Linked DNA regions of Mus musculus: all the other regions are linked to region 1. Evidence: chromatin contacts called from public HiChIP or PLAC-seq data. All regions are on one chromosome and are shown on one strand. Each heading gives the region's core, a stretch centred on a gene start, on an enhancer-like site or on the middle of the called end of the contact. The rest is flanking DNA. Distances are from core to core; before and after follow the strand shown. Region 1 holds the start of Myt1l (myelin transcription factor 1-like). Region 2 has its middle 20 kb from the start of Gm31333. Region 3 overlaps Gm31569 (a long non-coding RNA gene).

The links. HiChIP or PLAC-seq counts read pairs in DNA pulled down with a chosen protein or histone mark.
Region 2: an H3K27ac HiChIP or PLAC-seq map of VIP interneurons shows a contact between it and region 1, with 4 times the contacts expected there. The contact joins the enhancer-like site here to the promoter of Myt1l in region 1. A contact is called at or near these places in 5 of 39 promoter capture datasets (the 3T3-L1 cell line, the C10 cell line, frontonasal cranial neural crest and 2 more), 9 of 484 Hi-C or Micro-C datasets (the N1E-115 cell line, brain, cerebellar granule neurons and 3 more), 7 of 115 datasets of contacts at active chromatin or transcription factors (SST interneurons, VIP interneurons, embryonic forebrain and 4 more) and 2 of 9 other capture datasets (liver and pancreatic islet).
Region 3: an H3K4me3 HiChIP or PLAC-seq map of forebrain shows a contact between it and region 1, with 4 times the contacts expected there. The contact joins the enhancer-like site here to the promoter of Myt1l in region 1. A contact is called at or near these places in 2 of 39 promoter capture datasets (embryonic stem cells and liver), 2 of 484 Hi-C or Micro-C datasets (the N1E-115 cell line and forebrain), 11 of 115 datasets of contacts at active chromatin or transcription factors (SST interneurons, VIP interneurons, astrocytes and 8 more) and 2 of 9 other capture datasets (adipose tissue and liver).

What each region holds. Positions count from the first base shown.
Region 1 is chr12:29,526,658-29,530,077 of GRCm38.p6, reverse strand. It overlaps Myt1l (myelin transcription factor 1-like), which reads right to left and starts at 1,694. Exons shown (of 25, transcript NM_001093775.1): 1 at 1,282-1,694. It overlaps Gm20208 (a long non-coding RNA gene), which reads left to right. Exons shown (of 4, transcript XR_381405.4): 2 at 1,838-2,012; 3 at 2,255-2,606; 4 at 2,944-3,120.
Region 2 is chr12:29,119,836-29,123,255 of GRCm38.p6, reverse strand. No RefSeq gene overlaps it. Among named protein-coding and RNA genes, the nearest start is that of Gm31333, 20 kb to the left of the region's middle. Within about 2 kb of position 1,770, at least 12 of the 459 cell types and tissues checked have an H3K27ac peak or open chromatin away from gene starts, as enhancers often do. A contact at or near this core is called in VIP interneurons, where this site is marked.
Region 3 is chr12:29,256,785-29,260,204 of GRCm38.p6, reverse strand. All of the region lies in intron 1 of Gm31569 (a long non-coding RNA gene), which reads right to left. Among named protein-coding and RNA genes, the nearest start is that of Gm31569, 53 kb to the right of the region's middle. Within about 2 kb of position 1,819, at least 79 of the 459 cell types and tissues checked have an H3K27ac peak or open chromatin away from gene starts, as enhancers often do. A contact at or near this core is called in the N1E-115 cell line, SST interneurons, VIP interneurons and 3 more, where this site is marked.

The DNA of each region.
Region 1 (3,420 bases), core at 445-2,944:
GCCGAAGCAAGAGTTTTTAAAAGTGTATCAACATACAAACACCCCTGCAGTGGTCTACCATAAACAAATATTACAATAAATAAAATGTAATAGTGAAGCATAACTTTAAGGAGAGTTTCAACCAAATGACTTACTATACTACACTGAAGCAATTCAATCATTTATGCTCCTTTGGGTCAATTGAGGAAGGAAAGACAATAAAGTTCTTTGAGGCGGATGCATGCTGCACACTTGTATTTAAAATGCACCATTAGTACTTTGGGTTCATAGTTTGGGGTAGACTAAAAGTTAATCTTATAATATTGTTTTCAAAAGGAATTTTGAATAAAATACTTCCATTTTTAGAGTAAACATGTCTATCTACATGTAAAATATACCTGACTTTCTCACTTCAAAAGCTGCATCTCTTTTATAAAGTTAAACAATTAGAAAGACTCTCTCATGCTTGTGAAAGTGTTATGGGAGCTTTTGTTTGTGGTGTTAGCAAAAAGTATAAACACTTGAACAAAAGAGTTGTTAAACAAATCACTTTATCCCAATTAAATTAACAACATCATGATTGATAGCATATATAGTTTCAAGATATAAGAAATTTGTCGTGATTAAATTAACGCTCTGGTCAAACTCTACTGTATATTTTGTATATTTCACACTCAGGTGAATATTTATATTATTTATTATTTATTCAGATCTACCTGGAAAGTAGAGTGTGAAGACTCAACTTTTTGCTTATGAGGTGATTTTTAAAAAACCATATTCTGCTAGAACTTAGGTGCTGTTTTGTTTTTATGAACTTCAAACATTGAGGTTATTGTTTAAAATCTTTATTTGAGTTTATCAGTTTTATAAACATCAACAAACTTTCTTTCTATAATTAGACCAAGACAACAGTGCCTCAGGAGTAGCTAACATTCCCACAGCCCTTGCTTAAAATCCCTCCTTGTTTGTAAAGTGAAGTTAGCCACTCTCAGGAAGTTACTTCAGCCCAAATCACCGACCTCCAGACATGCAGTAAGTTTTTCGGTTTTCTCATTTTTTTTTATTTCTTTTTATAAACAAAAATCATTGTTCAGGCATGCAATCTATTACCCATTTTTGCTCTAAAGACCAGCTTCTGAGGACTGAAGACCTGTACCTCAGGAACCTCTCAGCCACCAGCCACGCTATAAAAATAACTTTAAAAAGGAACGAACAATAGGTCTGCAGCAGAAGCCATGAGCTACAGCAAAAACAGATCCTGACCCCTGAGTCCAAAGAATTAACCTAACGAGCATCACGTACCTCACACCATGACCACACCGCTCACAAGTGACGGCAAGTTCAATTTTGGTAACTGTGCTGGCTCAAAACACACAGAAAGAAAGAGAAAACCCTTTCCCCCACAAGTGGGAGGCCGAGGAGGACCACGCATAGCACCGAGAGGCAGGGAAGGTTGCTTTTGTCTTCAGCAGCATTGATTTCATAACCCACAGTCCAGGGAATCAAAAAATTGAAATACACCCACCAACAATGGGTGAGAAACCAGGAGGCCTCCAAGAAGACTGCAGGGAGAAGCTTTCTCGCTCTGTTTTGTGTGCAGTAGCTTAGGGGGAAAATGTCGCGCGGGCAGGAATGACACATGCAGCAGGAGAGGCTAGCGGGCCTAAGAGATCTGCTTTACCTCCACAGCCAGCCCCTAATGCACGCAGCTCCACTCATCCTCTCCTAGGCTTTTTTTTTTTTCCACTTTTTTTTTTCACGAGCTCCAAATCCCCGGCATATGACCTTCTGTTAAATAGATAAAAAAAAAATTGCTTATCAGTCATGCAAATGAGGCTGAATTCATTTTCCACAACAGATGGCCTCATAGATAATGATGATGGAAGAGAGAAAATTGAATGTCTCTCACAAGGTGGCCATGGCAACCGAGAGCAGAATAATATCAATAATAAGCTCACTGCATAATAAGGTTGTCAGTCCTACAAATCAAAGTCTGCAGCTAAATCAGGTATACCACCCCAGCTAGTTACCAGGTATGTATGTGTATGTGTGTGTGTGTGTGTGTGTGTGTGTGTGTGTGTGTGTGTGTGTGTGTGTGTGTGTGTGTGTGTGCATCTATGTATACGCTGACCATGAGAATAACCAGCAGTCCAAGCCACTTAATGTCCAGGGGTGGGGTTGGGGGGGGGCGTAGTTGCTAGATAATGAAATGACGATCCTACAATTTGACAGTTTTTTCTTTTCTTTTCTCTTTCTTTCATTATATTTTCTGCAGTAGCAGATACGGTTTCATGAAGGACCGGCTAACTAGCCATATTGAACTGTGGAGTGAGCCTGTGGGTGAGCTCCCCTCCCGCTAGCCTCCTCCTCACTCTCCCCTCTGTGTGCCCTGCTGCATCCTGCCTAGATGCAAGAGCAGCTCACCCGCCGCCGGAGGCTTCCACCTTGGCTCCCAGGGGGACATCCTGCAAAATGAATCAGCAGCCATCCTGAGCAGGCTGATTAAAATGAAAATGGCAAGGCACATGTCTGGGCGGAACTGGAGCTCGGCTTTGTTGCCTGTCTGACAAGCACGCTCAATATAGCTCTTGCTAATAATGGCTTACTGCCTTTCGGTTTTTAAAAAGGTATCACCCTTTCCTCTTAACCGACTGCTACTCGCGTGTGTGTGTGTGTGTGTGCACGCGCGCGCGCGCGAGCGCGCGTGTGCTTCACATGTGTGTGCCACGGGGGTTGTGGGGGGACGGATTGCTCGATTCTAATTTTCCACTGCTCACATGCAGACAGCCCGCCTGACAACGCTGTTATTTTAAAACTGAACTTAGTTGTCTTTCTTCTGAGGAAAGTGATGGTTAAGTCTTGGATGTGATGTGGAGGTTGACAAAAACAGGGATTTCTAGCCCAAGCCTTAGCCACAGAGCTGGGGGGAGGGGGTCATCTAATGCTTGCCTCTTTGGCTCACAGCCCAAAGCTAGAAGCAGCCCAGGTGAAGCCTGCTCCTGCTTGAAGCTTTTCTACCAGACTGTCTCCATTCTCCGGATCTCATGCAGCATACAGTCTGAACATGGGAAAATAGAAGCCACTGAATGCTGCAGTTGGACAAAGTTTATTGCAAATAAATCTCATTTCTTTTCAAAAATTCCCAGGTGTAACTTGAAAATCCCTTTTTTATAAACCATATTTTTAAATATCTATATCAAAAATTTCAGGTTTTCTTTTTTAAGACATTGGGACATTAAATCATTTCATCTCTCTTCCTCAAAGAACACAAAACAAAACAACAACAAAAACCTCCATACACAAAACAAAAACAGCTTGATTTTTTTAAAAACTCATTTATACTGTGCATTTCCTATCCATTCTACTGCAAGTTAAGGGACCATTCAGTGACATTCTCTCAACTGCTCTCTTGGTAACAGATAAATGATTCTGAGGGAGAGC
Region 2 (3,420 bases), core at 521-3,020, 410 kb after region 1:
CCCACCATCCCACCCCACCCCCCGCTGCTGTGCTCCAAAGGTCTTATCTCCTGTCCTTGTCCTATGGTCCTTGGTTCAGGCCACAAATCCTAAGTGGAAGACGGGCTTGGGAGGAGGTTGTCAATTAACTGAGACAGAAGCTGACCACAGGGAGAAAAATCACCAAGTTGGAGTCTAAGCCTGGTAGTGAGGCACAGAAACTTTGGATAGACTACAGGGTAGAGAGCTGTGGAGATGGCAAACAGAAGGGACCCTGGGCAGAGGGGGGATTATGGAAGGGAAAGAGGTATCAAGTAGCTGGGATCTAGGGAGCACCAACTTTCAGCTGCTTCGTAAGAGCACCTTCCTTCTCATACTGTGTAGGCCTAGACACTGAACAAAGACCAGTGGTCTTCACACCTGCAGCTACAACCATGAATACCTGGGCCCGCCATGATCCCCAGGTCACCAGGCCTAGGCCCAGTGCTACAGGCAACACTACAAGGGCAAAGCTCTTGGCAAGAACAGATGTGGTCTCCCTCTGCTTCCTCCACCCCTCACCACTGGCCGCCGAGGAGCCTGCAGACCTGAAGGGTGTCTCAGAGCTGTCTGCACCCCACCCCAGAGCTGCTGCTTTCTAATTCTCTCCCTTCCTTCTCCCTCTCTACTTGCCGCCATCTTTGACCCTCTTGCCCCCTCCCCTTCTCCTTCTCTTTCCCCCCATCCCTCAATCTGCTCTGGTCTTCAGAGAGCCATGCCCCCAAAGACCTTGTATTCATTGATTGCTTGTCTCCCTAACCACAGTGCTCTAGGGGTGAACAGAAAGGCTGCTGTTGGTGGTGGTTTAGAGCATCCTTAACAATTGATGGCTGCCGGAGACAGAAAGACATTTCCTTTGGTGTCTTCGAGCTACAGATTGGCGCTCAGGCTTCTGTAACTCTTGCTACACATACATACATTCTGATACACATACATGTGTGAGCATACATGCACACACAAACAGGTACACACGCACAGTGGGATAAGTAGGATGGAGAATAGCTCAGAATAGGGAGGAGATCTGAAAGACTGGGAAGGAGGCAAGAGGAAGGGACAGCAGGAGATGTGATCAAAGTATATACATGTATGAAAATATAGTGACATCCATGATACACTTAATGTACACTAATAAAAACATAAACACATAAAAATTAAAAAGCATCCTAAAGGGCAGATAGAGCCAAGACCTGCAAGTGCTAAGGAGGACTGGGGTGCAGGCCACCTTCCTTCAGAAGTGAGGAGACCTCCAGTGTCTTACACAGGTCAGTACATGTGGGCTCAGGCTCCAGATGAGTGTTCCTGCGTTGCTGGACTGCTCTTGAAATGCTTCAGATGTTCCTAGAATACTCAATCCTTAAAACACCCATGTTCATTGTCTAGGAGGCTGGTGGCCAGTGTGCATGAAGACTGGAAACTTCACTTTCAGGACAGGCACCAATAGGAGTCTCAACCCAGCAGTGTCAAAACCTTCTATGCTGCTAGCCCGAGAGAAGAGCCAAGGGTGTGCATACAGGATCTCCACCAATGCCCTGGGCACCCTTGCTCCTGGAAAGATATTGTGTTCCCGTGTAATCTAGCTTCATGTAGGGAGCAAGTTCTGGGCAATTCTGATGCCCGTCTTCCCCCTTCACTCCTCACTGTGAGGCAATGGCCCCATTCCTCTCTCGGGACTCCCTTCAGTCCCCAGTGTGTCAGCATAGAAGCCTGACCAGCTGCCTGTATGTCACTACAAGGAGCTTGAAATTGCTGTGGGTCTCTCCTGTCCCCTGAGCCACCCCTCCTCCACAAGGCCTGCATACAGCAGCAGGTGCTTGGACAAGCCCTGCTAAGTGAGCTAATTATTTCAGGATTTCTGTAATCCACAGACCCAGACATTACCCTTTGTTGTTTTGAAGGGGATTTGGAGATATTCAGGGACCTCTCTGAACAAAATTACGAAGTCAGTGTTGATGCCAGTACTGATGCCGCTGTGGACCTGGGTACCCTCCCTCTCCATCAGTAAGCCTCCCTCCCCCAGGGCTCCTGTCAATTCCAGCCAAATTCACTGCTAACAGCTCTTGTTGCTATGCAGTGCAGGGGCCCTTCATTTTAATGAACCCAGGCTTTAATAGAAGTAAGACTGGATATGCGCGAGGACCTCTCAGACTCCATCACCTGGACAAAGAGACTTTTAAAGGGGGAAGTCATTAATCAGAGTAGACAGGTCTCCATCTCAATCGAGAAGCCCAGACTCTACTTCCTAGTTACACTTTGAAATTTTTCACTTGTGGGCTTGATTGTATGAGTATCAGGGTATGTGCCTGACAGCCTGAGAACTGAATTTCTCAAGGGCTTCTTTGATTCCAAGTTCATCTGGGACTGGACCACAGAGACTGAAGACCCCACCTCATTTTAGGACCAGTTCACAATCAGGTCATTCATTCTATGAGGACATCTAACTGGCTGGTTCCACCTTAACTATGACTCATGGAAATATCATCAGAATTATTTCTAAATATGGAACCATGGGATCTCAGTCTTCTTTCTCTCCTCTCTCTCCCTTCCTATTCCCCATCCCCAGTTCCCTAGGACTCTCCAAACTCAGGAACACCCCAAGTGAGTCTTGGCTGCCAGATACCTCTCTCAGGCTACATATCTATGGGGCATAGAGGGATTCTCACTCAGTCTGCCCCTATCCTCCCTGGACAGGGGTGGAGGGTGGGAGTGGGGATTAGGGTAGACATTAATATAAACATGTCCAAAAGTACATGCTGTTGTCCTCCCTGCCAGTGTCCATTTGGACATTGCAAAAGTCATCAGCTGAGATGTGATTGTGATGAGTCCTAATCCACAGTATCTGTGTGTTTAGAGTAAAGACATCATGCTAGGAAGAGAGGATGGTGTGAGGATAGACATTCAGACATCCCGGAAGACACAGAGTAGAGACAGAGCCACATTGTCTCATCCATGGTATTCTAGACCTAGAAGAAGAGGCAGGCTCCCTTAGAACCCTGCAGTTGCCTTGATTTAAATTCCTGAAATCCAGAGCCCTTAGAGATCAGCTATTGGTTACTCGGAGCCCCCAAATGTTTTTCCTGAGGCAGTGATAGGGATTCTAGAAGGCCTCTGTTAGGCTAGACTTGTAATGGGAAAATGAAGTCCTGTCCATCTATGGAAGACACACTCCAAAACCCCAGTGGATGCTGGCATGAAGGCTAACACTAAACTCTGCATGCACAGTCACACCCCAGGATCCACAGGATTAATTTTGCTAGTATTGAGGGATGGAGGCTAGAGCTATTGGTTAGGAGGATTGGTTCTGGAGCCCTCCATAACTACTGAATTCTGTCATTATTCATGTCCCTCATGTGAAATGGAATAGGATAATTATAAAAGTATACTGCCTTACAGTATCTAAAACAT
Region 3 (3,420 bases), core at 570-3,069, 270 kb after region 1:
AGTTGGGGGGACCAAGCAAGGGTGGTGTCATTTTCTTCTAGGTACGGCAACTAGGGGCTGGATTTGGGAATAAGAGGTTCAAAGGAAAATAATAGAAGGCAAAAGAAGTAAATATAATAAATATAACCATGGTTCATAAATATAACCAGTAAAATGGCCAAAAACCAAAGAATTAAAAGATTTAAAAAAAAGCCAATTAAAAGTCCCATTTGGACTCATGGGAGCAGACTAAATGCATCTGGCACTATGGGAGTGGTCAGGAAGCTTTGGGGACTAGGGACATGCTACAGTAGGAGATGAAAGTCTCTCATAGATTCATGTGTTGAACCCTGGGAGCCACCTGGTGGTGCTATTTGTGGGGTCCTGCAAACTTTAGGGTGTAGGATCTAACTGGAGGAAGCAGGCTGAAGAATAGGTGTGCCTTTGAACCAGTTCCTCCTCTCCACCTCTGTGTCTATGGTTCCTGTCTGCCCTGTGGTACAGGGGCCCCTCTACTGCATGCTTTTACCAACAATGACGCTCGGCTCAAGGGGGTAAAGCCAAGCACTTATGGGTTGGACCTTCTGAAAGTATGATATACAATGAGTGCTTCTTTGTTTAAGCTGTTTTCTCAAGTGTTTGGCCTCCACTCTATACAGATAAAAGAATAAATAACACCATACATGAAGACAGAAGTCATCGGAACAAAGGCCTACCGTAACCTTCATCTCTCTGGAATGAGATGACACATTATGTTGTGCTTTGTTTCCAAAACCATGTCCTGCATTTTCAAAATGTCAACCTGATTGTGTGTACTTAATGCGAAAAATAAACACATAAACACATGAAAGGGTTTTGCTTTCTCCCTACTAAGTGACTTGTAAGTATGCCTCTGAGATCTGATAAAGGCTTAGCAGCAAAGCCAAACATGGCCAGAGCTGGGGAATAGTCAGAGGTCTCTACTGCTATACAAAATGGTTGCTGCAGAGATCTCTGGATGCTGTTCAAGAAAACAAGCTCAAATCACGTTGGCTGTGCTGTGTGAGGCTCAAGAGTCAGAAGTGGGACTTGAGGACCCTCTGGCCCCTCATGCTAATGTCTGTGCCTCAGCTCAAGCCCAGGAACTCCAAAGAGCATCCACTCCCTGCTCATTGAGAGCGCTCTTCAAAAGTAGCCACACTACGGCACTTTAGACTTAAATGAAAGGAAGAACGAAGCTACGAAAAAAATGTGTTCACCGAGAGAACGGGTTTCAAAGAAAAACAAATACACTGAAGCAGTCCCATTACAAGAGGAGACATTACACCCCAAATAGGCAGTATTTATATTACCTTGATTGCTCAGATTGCTTCCATTTATAAAATGCACACACCATGTAAATCACATCTGCCTTCCACACAACTCCAAGTGGAGTGGGGCTGGCTCTTATCTGCCCTTGACAGAGGTGGCAACTGACCCACAGAGCAGCAACTGCCCACCAGGGGCCCTGACTTTTGTGTCCTCCAGGTGGCAAGGTGATAAACCTGAAGCCCTTGCCTGAGACTGCTGGTGCTGGGCTAACAGCTAACAGATAAGGGAAGTCCTGTGCTCCTCCCAACAGCCAGGCCTGGGAGCAGTTCATCTTGTGCTCTCCATCCCCCAAGATTGGATTTGGCATTTTTAAACCCTCAGATTATAGCCTCTCACGGCCGAGTCTGGGGTTTATGAGAAAATGGATCTGAAGCCGGCAGCCTGTGCATGGGAGAAACCTCTCCAGAAAGGCCAACCTTTTCCTCTGTGCCTCCATCGACCAGGGTTGCAAATGCCTCCCCTGGTGGGGCCAGCCAGCCTGCCCGCCTGCCTGCAGCCTCAGTGCTTTGGAAGGCTGCCAGCCCTCTGCTGCTGTTTAACACTTTGTGGGAGGCAGCTCCTAACACTGGTTCGGGCAATTTTTTTTTTTTTTTTTTTTTTTTTTTTTTTTTTGGAAGAAAGGATCGATGAGTCTGGAGGGGAAATGCGAAACACATTTGGAGTTAGCGGCGAAGAGAGGTGTGGTTTGAAGAGCTGCGTGATACGCTGTGCATACAAGAAATTAACATTCGGAGACCTGGAGAGAGGGTTAAGGAATCTTGCAGGTATATGTGCTAGTCTGTGCCTCTGACCTGCCAACTAAATCAAGCCCTGCTTCACAGATGCCCCATTGCAGCTCGCCTCTGACTCTTCATGCTTTGTTTCTGCACCTCACACTAAGGTGACCTTAAGGTCCTGAAGTTAGTGGGAAGTCTGTACTCTGACCTTTGGCCATAGACCTATCCACACAGTCCATAGAGACTCTGCTGTTGTCTCGGGATGCCTGCATCTGCAGTAGCTGTCAGCCAGTCTACTTCCCTTCCTAGTGCCCGCACTGCTGGACTCCACATTATGCAGTCCCATTCAGCCATTTTCTCCTGAACAATGGCTGAGTCTTGGATGCTGGTTTTAATCCTCATAGATTTCTGACAGATGATAAAGAATTCGAATCTCACAGTGACACACGGCCCAGGGAAACAGCAACTAGACCACAGACTCTGTACTCTACTCTGTGTGCCTTGCACAGCCCCTCTCAGCCTCAGTCTCCTGTACCCTCCAGGATGCCGACCCAGCTAGTGTTTCTGCTGGGAGGCATCTGCACTTCCTTCGATAAAACTACTGCAGCTTCAGCCTCCTCCCTCCATTGCTTTGAGGCTGGGTTCTAGCCCTGGGGCAATGCTTCACCCCATCACCCCTCCCGAGGCAAACCCCAGCCCTGTTCAGACCTTAATGAGTCCTTCTGGTGCTTTCTGTCTGGAAAGCCCTGTGTGCTTCCCATATGGCCAGTACATGCCAGGGTAAAGAACATGAGCAATTTTAGGACAGAGGGCCTGATTTCTAGCTGGACATGCTGACATCCAATGAGCCACTCCATCTTCCAGGTCTCAAAGGGAAAGGGCAATAAACTACCTCAAAGGGTCTTTAGAGTAGACTTGTTATCCTGCAGCTGAAAACACATGTGGTGGTTGCCATAGTGACAGCCATCGTCACAGTAAACGTGTTTCCAGGCTCTCTGCCCTTAGATGTCTTTCACATCCCTGACTGCCCTTCTGTATGAACCCCTGACCCCTCATGATCAATGTATGACCATCCAGAGTCTCCTGCTCCCCTTCCCTAGAACCTCTTACCCTGAGCCCACTGGAGAGACCCTTATCTACTTCACTGTGCTGCTAGCTGTGGGGTCAAGTGTGGGGAGGTGACTTCAGTAACACAGCACCTTGGAGAAGGTCAGGCTCTGGAGTTGTTCTAAGGAGACAGAGACGCTATCTTCTCCAAGGCACTGGCTACATGACATGGAGTAAGACATGGAGTGAGACTCACAGCTGCAGCCGGTGGTGGGACTATGCATGTCATGTGATTAACCCTTGGTGGGAAAGAAAGCAACAGTAGTGG